2 separate regions of the Xenopus tropicalis genome follow, and region 1 is linked to region 2. A link is a contact called in public Hi-C data. All regions are on one chromosome and are shown on one strand. Each heading gives the region's core, a stretch centred on a gene start, on an enhancer-like site or on the middle of the called end of the contact. The rest is flanking DNA. Distances are from core to core; before and after follow the strand shown.

The links. Hi-C and Micro-C count contacts between places; a contact is called where the count stands out from the background.
Region 1: a contact with region 2 is called in a Hi-C map of neurula embryo, with 3 times the contacts expected there. The contact joins two enhancer-like sites. A contact is called at or near these places in 3 of 5 Hi-C or Micro-C datasets (brain, neurula embryo and tailbud embryo).

Annotation. Positions count from the first base shown.
Region 1 is chr5:150,764,161-150,770,357 of UCB_Xtro_10.0, forward strand. blk (tyrosine-protein kinase Blk) reads right to left here. Exons shown (of 11, transcript XM_031903073.1): 10 at 5,487-5,618; 11 at 2,454-3,647. The coding sequence ends at 3,445. Among named protein-coding and RNA genes, the nearest start is that of blk, 13 kb to the right of the region's middle. Within about 2 kb of position 1,586, at least 2 of the 11 cell types and tissues checked have an H3K27ac peak or open chromatin away from gene starts, as enhancers often do. A contact at or near this core is called in neurula embryo, where this site is marked.
Region 2 is chr5:150,616,698-150,622,981 of UCB_Xtro_10.0, forward strand. gata4 (GATA binding protein 4) reads right to left here. Exons shown (of 6, transcript NM_001016949.2): 2 at 3,250-3,416; 3 at 898-1,023; 4 at 559-646; 5 at 166-293. Among named protein-coding and RNA genes, the nearest start is that of neil2, 11 kb to the left of the region's middle. Within about 2 kb of position 4,989, at least 2 of the 11 cell types and tissues checked have an H3K27ac peak or open chromatin away from gene starts, as enhancers often do. A contact at or near this core is called in neurula embryo, where this site is marked.

The DNA.
Region 1 (6,197 bases), core at 336-2,835, 140 kb after region 2:
TATCAGCAGTTAAACATTTCTAATACCTTGAAATCTATAAAAATATGAATATAAATGACAAAAGTGCTGACATGACATGTAATTTGTGTTTACATTTCCTTTACAGTGTGTGGGTGGGTGTATGTCCCCTTACATATACAAAAGGTAGGAGGTCAGTGCCCCACAGAGCTTACAATCTGCATAGAGAGACCAAGTATGTGTGTGTAAGCCTGTGGCAGGGTGATACAGAGGGGGAGCTTGTCGGTATGGGAGGGTGATACAGAGGGGGAGCTTGTCGGTATGGGAGGGTGATACAGAGGGGGAGCTTGTCGGTATGGGAGGGTGATACAGAGGGGGAGCTTGTCGGTATGGGAGGGTGATACAGAGGGGGAGCTTGTCGGTATGGGAGGGTGATACAGGGGGGGAGCTTGTCGGTATGGGAGGGTGATACAGAGGGGGAGCTTGTCGGTATGGGAGGGTGATACAGAGGGGGAGCTTGTCGGTATGGGAGGGTGATACAGAGGGGGAGCTTGTCGGTATGGGAGGGTGATACAGAGGGGGAGCTTGTCGGTATGGGAGGGTGATACAGGGGGGGAGCTTGTCGGTATGGGAGGGTGATACAGAGGGGGAGCTTGTCGGTATGGGAAGCTGATAGTAACTTATTAGATCCAACCATAAAGCAATAAAAGGATGATATACAGCCAAGTGCAGGGTGCAGATTGGAAGCAATTTCCAGTGTTTATTACCCACAATGCAAAATTTCTGCCCAGAATCACGGCTTTATTTTGGCCCAGAGGTAGAGTTGCACTTGGTGCAATGGTGCAACAAAAATGTTGCAACTGGGATTTTATGATTTTATGTGCATGGCATCAAAATGACGTCTGTGCTTGAATTCTTAAGGTGCAAATCCACTGCATGTATCAGCGCAGAGCACTGTTGGGGCACTTGCAGGTTTCCCTGCGTCACTAGGCATGCAATTCCCAACAGGCAGGGTCAGACTGGGGGGTGCAGGGCCCACTGAGCTACCACTCCAGGGACCCACCCCCCCCAAAGTGTCCCTGCCACATCCCCCGCATGTATAGTATGTATAGTATGGATAATATGGATAGTATGGATAGTATGGATAATATGGATAGTATGGATAATATGGATAGTATGGATAATATGGATAGTATGGATAGTATGGATAGTATGGATAGTATGGATAATATGGATAGTATGGATAGTATGGATAATATGGATAGTATGGATAGTATGGATAGTATGGATAATATGGATAGTATGGATAATATGGATAGTATGGATAGTATGGATAGTATGGATAGTATGGATAATATGGATAGTATGGATAGTATGGATAGTTGCCCGTAACTACGGGTATGCCCCCTGAGGGGCGCTATTCTACACAATACTCTGACACTGCTTCAGCCAAAGATCCCACCGTCTGTCTCTGCTCCCATAAAGAACTAATATCCCCTCCGTCTGTCTCTCTTAGTTTCCTACAGAATGAATCACGTTGGCCCCAGCTCCGGGGGGGTCTCTCATGTACAGAGACCTCTAGTCTTGCTTTAGCCAAACACATCACCAGATTCTCCAGCTTCCTCTGCCAGGGCCTAATGGTTTCTCTATTTCCCATTTATTATCCTCTGCCTCTTGGAACTGTGTGAGTGTCTATTCTATTCCTGAGTGGAACAAGACTGCCCCCTAGTGCCACAGTGTGTAAGTGAAGCCAAAGTATAATTTGTTTTATTCAGTGTTATACTATTCCTAATCATTGGGAGATTTGCAGTGGGAACTGCAGGAGACAAAAGATTCGACCCTGGGCATAACTAGATGTTACTAGGGCCAAAGCAAATTCATTTTAGGGCCCCTCTATCCTTTAAAAAGAAAATATTTTTCATAAAAATACTGCTTATCAGTCAGACACACTGGCCCCCTTAAACCTCTTGGGCCCCTGAGCAGTTAATGGGCCCCCTCCATCTTTAGTAATGCCCCTGATAGTGATAAAGAGAGATCTAACTGATTCACCAATAGGGAGGTAAGGTTTAGAACCTATAATAAATATTCTGTGCTGAAATATTATGTATTCACACCCCTATGTCCAGGATACGGAACCTGCTACAGCTCTGCTGGCCAGGCAGGGACAGGGCAACGCAGCTTCTATGGCTCCTGGCAAATTACAGGTTAATCTGTGTTGGTTAAAGTCATTAAAATAATAGAAATAATGCAATTTCAGTAACAGTTAAGTAACAGCTATTTTAACACCTACTGCAATGGAAACTTTATAAACAGGCCATTTGTGCAACAGGGGAGGGGTCAGCGGTGCTGCTGGGAAACAGCATAGACACCGATGGGGCAAATATGGGTAAACTTCAGAGTGACAGATTTTCTTTAATATCAATAGGGCAGAACATGTGAGATTATCAACGTAAAGGACCCACGTAATGAAATAACGAGCAAGAAGGGCTCCCACTTTGTCTTTATTATCTGGTTCTTATGTAGAAAATACGGCACTGGCATTGCCCCCGATACTAAATAACCCACTAGTGCCCCTGCAGTGAAGAACTGGAAGCGGTAAAGGAATTAAACCCAGTAATGCAGATCATTTTCCCCTCTTGGAATGTCTGGGCTGCAGGCCAGTGGCACACAGGGCCATTCCGGGCAACTTTCATCTGTTCTTGGCTTTAAAGGGCAACTGAGGTGCATGAATAACCCTCTCCCCTGAGTCCCTGCTCGTCCAGCTCCACAGAGATTCATCAGCCACAATGGCCATCGGTTTACATAAGCGCCCAAAGTGCATTCATCTTTGTGGGTGCAGCCCTCATATTACCCCACAATTCCAGAGATTTCGATACAAAGGAGGTCTAACCTGCGACCCCCATAGCTCTTGCTGAACTGCAACTCCCACCAGTACCTGACAGGCAAGAGATTTGAAGGGTCATTTACAAAAGTCACGCTGATATGGACGCAAATGGTTCCTGTATTGATTCATTAAATAATTGGGACAAAACATCTTCCTTGGGATCGTAGGTCCCGTTGCCGAATCCCAGACTCCTTATGGGTCCCATTAATAAAACCGTATACACCCTGAGGTATATCCACTGAGGCCATAAGCTCTGTATGAATTCTAGATGTATAATTACTATTATATTTCTTGTCCCAAGTCGTTAGAGCGACCAGCAGTTTTTATGGGAACCTTGATTTCCAATCATTTTTTCTAAGATACATTCCAAGCCCATTGCGGGGCATTACCGCCCTCATTAAATACACCAGTCAGAATTCCATTAATGTACAGAGTGTGTGTTTGTAGCCGGTGGCCATACGACCAACTGCAACTGTCTTCAAATGAGATGCTGAAACCAGATCTGAATTCTTTTAGTAAAGTTATTCCAGAACCAGAGCAGTAAGTAATCGCTGCCCAATCTGGTTCCATAACTGGAGACTTTGGGGGGATCCGGCGCCAACTCACGGCTCCTCCTCGTATTGCTTTTCTGTCGAGGTGCTAAAATCCTCCAGGACAGACTGCAAGTAATCAAAGGTGGGCCTCTCCTCGGCGTTGTCCCTCCAGCACCTGAGCATGATCTCATAGAGTTCCATGGGGCAGTCGTTGGGGCGGGGCATGCGATAGCCTTGGTCCAGGTTGCAAATCACCTCTGGGTTGGTCATGCCTGGGAAATACAGTGAGATAAAACAAAATTAAATCTGCTTCCCACATACGGGCAGGGAATATGCTACAAGCTTTGCAAAGAGTGGAACTGTATCTAAACCTGCAGTTACAGAAGTTGACCTTTAAATGTGCGCAGTCCGGAACCCCCGTAGCATCATTTCTGCTAAAATGTCTTCTTACTTTTATGGCTCATAATTTCCTACAATTAGTTAAATCATTCCCTGACAAATATCAGTATATTGTTTTGTCTGTCCCTTGGCAATAATATATTTATTTCAAATTATTTTTGAAATCCCCCTTCCTTTATGGTGGTGCATTCAGTTTTATCAGTGTCATTGTGTCTCTGTATGTGGCCCCAGGGGCCCTGCAGGTGCCCTCACCGGCCATGTCCCCTAACCCCCCCTCTGAAGGCCGCATCCCCTAACCCCCACCCCCACAGGCCGCGTCCCCGTAACCCCCACCCCCGCAGGCCGCGTCCCCGTAACCCCCACCCCCGTAACCCCTGCAGGCCGCGTCCCCGTAACCCCCACAGGCCGCGTCCCCATAACCCTCACCCCCGCAGGCCGCGTCCCCTAACCCCCACCCCCACAGGCCGCGTCCCCGTAACCCCCACCCCCGTAACCCCCGCAGGCCGCGTCCCCGTAACCCCCACAGGCCGCGTCCCCGTAACCCTCACCCCCGCAGGACGCATCCCCGTAACCCCCACAGGCTGCGTCCCCTAACCCCCCCTTCACAGGAGCCCCCTAACCCCCTACAGGGTCCCCCACCCAACATCCTCCCCTGAGCGCATGTAAATTTAATGCGTGAGGGGAGGAACAGTCCGGCAGAGGGAGTGCCGGCAAGGGTTGGGGCCCACTAGGGTTGGGGCCCACTAGGATTTTTCCCCGGTGTCCCAGCTGCCCAGCCCGACCCTGTATAGGATAAAGGAAAAAAAACAATCCTGTAGGCAGCTATGAATAATACACGGTGCGTAAAAACGGCCCTCTTATTGGAGCTCCCTATAGATCCTCTCAGGTCTCTGTCCGTGTTTAAAATGAGGGGTGGGCGTGTCCTAACGGCCCCTGCCCACAGTAGGAGGGGGAGAGCCAATCACAGCCCTACAGTTACACAAGCACAGACAGGCTTCAGTTCCCTATCAGGTCAGCCTGGCTGCTGACCTACACGCCGGCCCCCCTGCACAGCCTGGGATAGGAGGCAGCAGGAAGTGGAACAGATGGGTGGGGCTTGTGGGGTTTTTAGAGGTTTTCAATAAATCAGCCAGAAACATTACTTTTTAAAGCACATTCCTTCTGTATTTAGTTGAGTTTAATTCATTGGCACAATATTATTTTTCACACAATATGTCCCCTTTAAGGCACCATAGTGACCACATTCTGTACTTGGATCTGCTATTGGCTCAGTTGGATCCTACAAAATTATATCCTGGGCTGTAGATAAATGCAATGAGATTTTGTAAGATGGAACAACAACTGTGTCTTTTCTGCCCCCCCTTCGCCAAAAAAAAATGTTATAGAAAATGTTAAGGCCCCACTCAACACCACCAACCCTTCAACCAACCTCCCACCCATAATGCCCTGTACGTGTGAAGGCCAATTAGGAGGTAGGGTGCAGGCTGGGGGGGGGGGGGGCAGAGTCCTGACCTCCCCTCCTTTCAAAGAGTCAGAGGGCCGGTATTGGCCACTGTGAATATTATTCAGATCCAATCAAAGTCATGAATAGTAAATACAGTGCATTGCAAATGTCGTATTCTAGCTGGCAGTTAGGGCTCCCATAGATCACAGGCTCCTGGGGATTTGTAATTTGCGGCTGATGTTTTTGTTACCAATCCTCAGTCCGTTACCTGGGTATGGCGAGCGGCCGAAGGTGGCAATTTCCGTTAGCAGGATCCCAAAGGACCACACATCCGACTTAATGGTGAAAATTCCAAAGTTGATCGCTTCTGGGGCCGTCCATTTTATGGGGAATTTGCTGCCTATAGGAAATCAATGGAGAACAAGATTAGTACATTTGCTCTGTTTTAGCCATTAAAGGGGTTGTTACTTTTAGTACGTTATAGAATGATCAATTCTAAGCAACTTTTTAATTGGTCTTCATTATTTATTTGTTATCTTTTTTTAATTATTTGCCTTCTTCTTCCAAATCTTTGCAGCAAATGGGGGTCACTGACCCCGACAACCGAAAACTATTGCTCTGTGAGGCTCCAGTTTTATTGTTATTGTTACTTTTTATTACAATTTTTTCTATTCAGGCCCCTTCTTATAAATATATCAGTCTCTCATACAAACCACTCCCTGGTTACTAAGTTAATTTGGACCCTAGCAACCAGATTGCTGTTAAAACTCCAAACTGAAGAGCTGCTGAACAAAGATTGAAATAATTAAAAAACTACAGATAATGAAAAATGAAGACCAATTGCAAATTGTCTTGGAATATTACTCCCAACATCATAGAAAAAGATAACACAACACAGGTTGTATGAGTGGTCAAGGGCCCCGGTAGAAGAGGCTCCCTATTGTATATATTTCATATAACAGGGTGCCTCCTGCTGTAT
Region 2 (6,284 bases), core at 3,739-6,238:
TAGTTTTCCTTTAAGGTTCCCGTAACCAGAGGGTCACCCATTGATAAAGTCAGATACATAGGCGACAGAGACAATGTGAACCCCTGCAGCCCCCCCCCCCCCCATCACTGATTGCATGAGATTCCATTCCTGAATAACAGCATTTTTGTGGCCTATTCTGCTCACCTGAGATAGAGAACTCGAATGGCCATATGGAGGGGATAGTCCTGGCTCAATCTTTATTGGACGCATTTCCTCTCCGGCGGAGTTCGTGGAGCTGGTGGAAGGAGTGAGGCTGTCACTGCTGTTTTGGCCTGAGGAATTAAAAAAGGAGCATTGAAGCAAATATTAATCAATACATAGGTATTTTTTACACTTATCATTAAAGTAAGGTAGTATAAGCGCCACTATTTTTTTTATCAGATAAATAACACCCCTCCTTATTAGCTGCCATTAAAGCATTCTAGTTGGGTGGTTCCCTCAGTGTAATGGCATAACGGAGACATTTGGAATAAGTGACCAAATTGCAAATACATCTAAAAAAAACTAGTAGTTAATTGCTGTGTTTATTTGTGATACCTGTTGGCGTTTTAGACTTGCTGAGGTTCTTAGGTTTGCGCTTTCGTGTCTGGATTCCTTCCTTTTTCATTGCTAGCGGCCGAGGGACCTGTTACAGAATTAAAAGAAAATGTCAGATATAGTTTTTTTTAATCAGAATCAAAATTAGACAGTACATGTTCATGGGAATTCATTTTACACCTTTTTATACAATGGAATTAGAAAGGGAGAACAGAGTCAGGTCTGACATGAAGAAGGCCAGGTATGAAATCATAGCAATTAATATTATATCTTGTGATTTTATCAGGACAGAGGAGCAATTTTAGTTGACCTTCTAGGTAGATAAAAGAGATTTCTTACCCCATGTAGCTTCATATAAAGGCCACAAGCATTGCATACTGGTTCCCCCTCTGCGTTACGGCGCCAGAGTGTAGTAGTGGTTGTATGGCAGTTAGCGCAGGATAGGCCCACACGGCGAGATGCAGACTAAAGAGACAAGATATGAAGTGGTTATTAGGGATTTCCTTAGTAGCTGTACAAATGGCTTACATCATACGTTATGTAAAAATCATACATTCAGATAAACCCATTTATTATTGCATAACTTTACAACTGATATGCAGCAGACAGAGAATCTTATCTTCAGGAAAAGTTGCTGAATTCCCATACTCATCACTATTACTGATATCTATATTATGGTGCTATATACTGTATAGATGCAATGTGAAATATTAATGGTGTCCTCTACAACCGCAATGCGTTCATTCATCACTAGGTGGCAGTATGTATGTTAGTTTCTACCCATAGCTGCCAGAAAATTAGACAGATTTGAAAATACCATTGGTTGATGATGTTTAGCACAGTGTGCCCACACATCTTTTATTTTGAGTTGCGGTGAAAATAAAGACATTACAGGAAATTCAAGAGACTAATTCAGGGGCCTTATTACTCACATAATCAGTTAAAAAATCTATTGATCTTTAGGGCTGGTTGGCCTTGGTAGGGTATTTTTAAGGGTCATTATGACAGATGGCAATTTTACTGCACTTTCTGGTGACAGAAGATATATATATATACAGAAAAGAACTGAGCACACCCTAATAGTAATCAAATGCCCCAGGTGCTTGCAAAAACCATGTATATAACAAGACAATGAGCCGCACACGCAGGGACTTTGTTAGAAAACAAAAAATTTTTTAATGAAAACGATCCAACGTTTCGAGCACCAACTGTGCTCTTCCTCAGGGACAAACCCTATATATATATATATATATATATATATATATATATGATGGTGGAAATAAATGAGCAGTACACAAGTGAGATCACTTCTTGCCCTACCAGTCCAGAGGAAGAATGGAAAACTGAGCTTTGTCAGAGTTAGGTTAAAGGTGAAGTGTAAATCGCCTCTCTGGAAGCTAAACCCATCTGGCATTACTCATGAAGGCAAGGAGGGGACCTGCAGGTATATTGTATTGTATAAGGAATTGGTTTCCAGCTGCCTCTGACCCACAACCCCGTCACCTTCCAACACACCGAAAAGGGAAACACAGAACAACTCCCTGGTTTCCTATTTAATATAATGTATCTAAATATCAGCTATGGGGTGAGGCCTTATGTCAGGGTAGTTCTACAGATAAATAACTTTAAATCTAAAGAGGTCACTTCACACTCAAGCCACCTCCACCTAAGCAATATAGCTGTCTCCTGAAGAAGTCATCACTCATTTGTTTATGATGCTGAAGGTATTAGATCAAAGTCCAGTGAAATGAATCTCTTTCCATGATGTCTTTAATAGAGGACAGTATATCTAAAGTCCTCTGTATCCACCCAAGGTCTTACAATGCAGCAGCAGCAAAAAATAAAAAAAAAATGACGTCTTTGTTTCAGTCAAGGTCTAGAAAATGCTGGCGTAGTGCACTTCTGTGCCCTTTCTCTTATATATCAAGTATTGTAAATTACATCACAGACCAGTGGCAACTCCCAATGCAGAACACTGGAACATCAGCACAACTGGCATATGAGCAGCATGTATTATAAAGTTGGTAGTGTGCTAACGTTTGTGCAGTGTCGGACTGGCCCAGCAGGATACCAGGAAAACTCCCGGTGGGCCCAGGGGTCAGTGGGCCCTCTTGCTTCTATCTATTTAGCCTATTTCATGGTCATTCCCTATTTCTGTATGGGAACATGGAAACTTGATAGATGGAAGAATATAGCATGTAGAGAAAAGTATAATAAAGAGTTTGAGAGAGGAGAGGAGGGATTGAGGGAAAGTTGTGAGAATGGGCCCATTGTCCAGTGTTTTCTGGTGGGCCCCTGCCATCTCAGTCCGATACTGCATTTGTGGCTAGGGTAACATGTACTGGTAAGCAGGTCAAATCCCTGACTGCTTGATGTGAGTGACTAGACTTGGAGCAGAGTTTGCCTTGTGACTAAACATGGAAGTATAAGTGGACCTCATAAATTAAACATAATATGCACATATGTCAGGGAGCTCAGTTAGCCAAGACCTTTGTTACCAAAACCCAGACTAGGGCTGGGGGTAATGGAGGCAGTGCAACATTTACTAATGCTTATTTTAAACCTGCTCCACTAATACACCCAGGGGTTTAAGATTGCAGTGAAGGATTTCCTAACAAATGGCCTGACTGCTTAAAGTAAACATAAATATATAGATAACGAGCAAAAAAAAGCTGTGCAAATATTCCTTACCAGTCGCCTTTGAGGCTTGATCAGAGGACGGTTGATCCCATTCATCTTATGGTATAATCCACAAGCATTGCATAGATAGTGGCCTGTTCCATCCCGCCTCCAAAGTGGGGTTGACATCGCTCCACAGTTGACACATTCTCGTCCCTCGGAGAAATCATCAAAAAACTCTGTGAATTAGAGACAAAAAAATTAAGAGGCAGCTCTGCAGCTTTATACAATTAAACCTGTTCAAATAATGACAGCATCAAAATGTAGGAGCAAGAGGGCAAATGTAATGCCCAATACACTTGGGACCCAAGTCAGCATCAGGCATTGGTAGACTACAGTAAGACATTCGTAATTAAGAACTACCAAGAACTTCCAGTCATTTGGTTTTTCCTGCTTCCTGTACATGTCTGGGGCATAAAGAAAGTCCGAACAGGTTAAGGGGAGACCAACAGGAAATGTATCTTAAGCTGGCCATACACGTGGCGATCTGACGATGTTTCGTGCGACCATCGGTCAGATCCACCACACACGGTCAGGGCTGAAACAGCAGAAACAATAGGATTTCGACCTCCTTCTGCCGATTCAGCCCTGACGGCAGATTTTGGTCAGGCGCCTTCTATGGCGCCCGATCAAAATTTTCTAACCTGGCCGATCGGCGAGTCGTCCCATATCAGCAGCTTCCTGCGATATCGGTCGACTCGCCGACATGCCATACACGCACCGAATATCGTACGAAACGAGGTTTCGTACGATAGTATCGGTGCGTGTATGGCCAGCTTAAGGGCAGGGATGCAGAGAGAGAGGAAATTGCAAGGGTGGGAGATAAGGTTGGGCTTAAGCATGCAGCAACACCATAGTACTGTGAGGTGCTTGTTATAATATTGCTTGTATATTGTACTCAACGTTTTGCTCCTGTGTAAAGGACCTTTCTCAAGACATCTGGGGGATCATCATCGAGGGATGTTCTGAGGAAGGTCCTCTTAGCAGAACAGAAATGATGACAAACTAATAAAAAAACAAATCACTTATTCCTTAATTCCTGCCCTTGATGATGAATCCCCTAAACTAAAGATGTCCGACTCATTTTTTTTTAGATTTTGTGGGATTTTGGAATAATCCAAGAGTGGGAAACCTGCGGCCTCCAGATGCCACAGCAGCCCCATATATACAACCCTGCAAATTCATTTTTTATGTGTATACTCCCCAGACAAATTTCAATGTAATACTATATACCACTATATTTATTAAGCATTTGATACTTTGGCCACAAGAGACTCCGTTTCATTGGAGTTTATATGGTAGTTCCTGCTCATTGTTAATGAATGCAAATAAACAGATACATATACAGTAGCTGGGCATATAACCTATCCCTTTGTTTTATTAAACATTTACTCAAAGTAAATCCTGCTTATAAAGTGAATATATTGTTACTTTTATGATGACGGAATTGTGATAAGATGGTAAGCTTTAAGTGTATGTAATGGGAAGACAAACAGGCAATAAGTTCTCGCTCCAAGCACCCTCTGGTAGAAATAAAGGACACAAGGATTTCCCTCTCTTAGCCAATATTTTCTTTGTTAACACCTGTGGTTTGAACTTGTAACTCCTGAATTTCTTTATGGCAGTCAGCTACTTAACTTGGCTTTAAATCCTGCCATTATGGGCTTCTTGACACTTCCCTGCCTGCCTCACTCTGCCCGCTCCCCCGCCTCTCCTTTACATACAAACAGACAGGAAAAGAAAAAAGGTTTTATTTAGCCGGCAAATTGCCTAACAATCCCCCAACTAGCTTTCAGAACAATGCAAAAGGGACAGCTATTCCCAGTGCACTGCTTGGCCACAACACACCAACAATTTCCCTTTCACTTATATGAGCACTCAGTCTGACAGATTAGGATTATAACCGGAAAGAGCAAATCCTCATTTCAGCAAGTCGTGCATATCTCTGATATAATCAGATATACACAGATTTCCACCATCTCTAAGGGGCAGAGCTCCCACAGGAAAAACTCACCCATTTACTATTCATTCCTATGGGATTTTTAGCAGTGTATTTATTAATGGGTGAAATCTAGAGTTCACCACTTTATGAATACACTTCTAAAAATCCCATGGGAATAAATAGAAAATGGGTGGGTTTTTCAGTAGTGAGCTGTAATCTCACCTTTTGATAAATCTGCCCCTCCATAGCTAAAGGTGCCCATGCACGTGAAGATTCGCTCGCTTGGCGACCTACGGGTGGGCGATATCGGGGAACATGTAGGCTAATTTGATCGTTTGGCCCCAGGCCAAATTATAATGGCGGCAATGGGGCAGTTGGTTCGGGGACTGCATCAACGAGCCAATGCCGTCCCTGATCCAACTAAATTTTTTAATTATCGGTCGGGCATACCCTTCGATTCTGCTCCTACACGGTCCGATAAGCTGCCGAATCGGTACAAGGGACCGTGTATGGCCACCTTAAGGTGGGTGATACTGGGCTGATCTGATCATTTGGCCCCAGGGACACAGGTCATCAGTGCAAGGACTGCATCAACAAGACAATGCAGTCCTTGATCTGGCAGAAAGATCAAACTTGCCTGACTGACATCTGGACGATTTTTGGCCAGATAATTGTTGACTAGGCCACTGGAGGGCCCCCTACATGGGCAGATAAGCTGCCACATTGGTCTAAAAAGGGCTTATGTTACTGGGGTGCCTAAGTAATAAGAATCTAGATGTTAATCAAAGAATTTTGATAAACAAGATTGTATTTTATATACTGAATTTATTGTAACAGCTCAGTTTCGGAAGCCCTAATGGGTTTTCTAGGGGCTCAGAATTCCCCGCTAAAGGGCTGTGATGGATATGGGCTGGTACAGAAATCCAACACATAATACGTAGCATTTCTGGCCTAATTCTTTGTTGAGCTTAAGTTCTCCTTTAAAAATGCCCAACAAATAAGGGAGGATGCCAGGAGCTGCAGGTTGCAAGAGGCTTGCAGTAAGGATTAAAAAATGCAAGGACTTGCAAGGAGTGTTTTTCTCTTGACTGGCTTCCAGGAATAT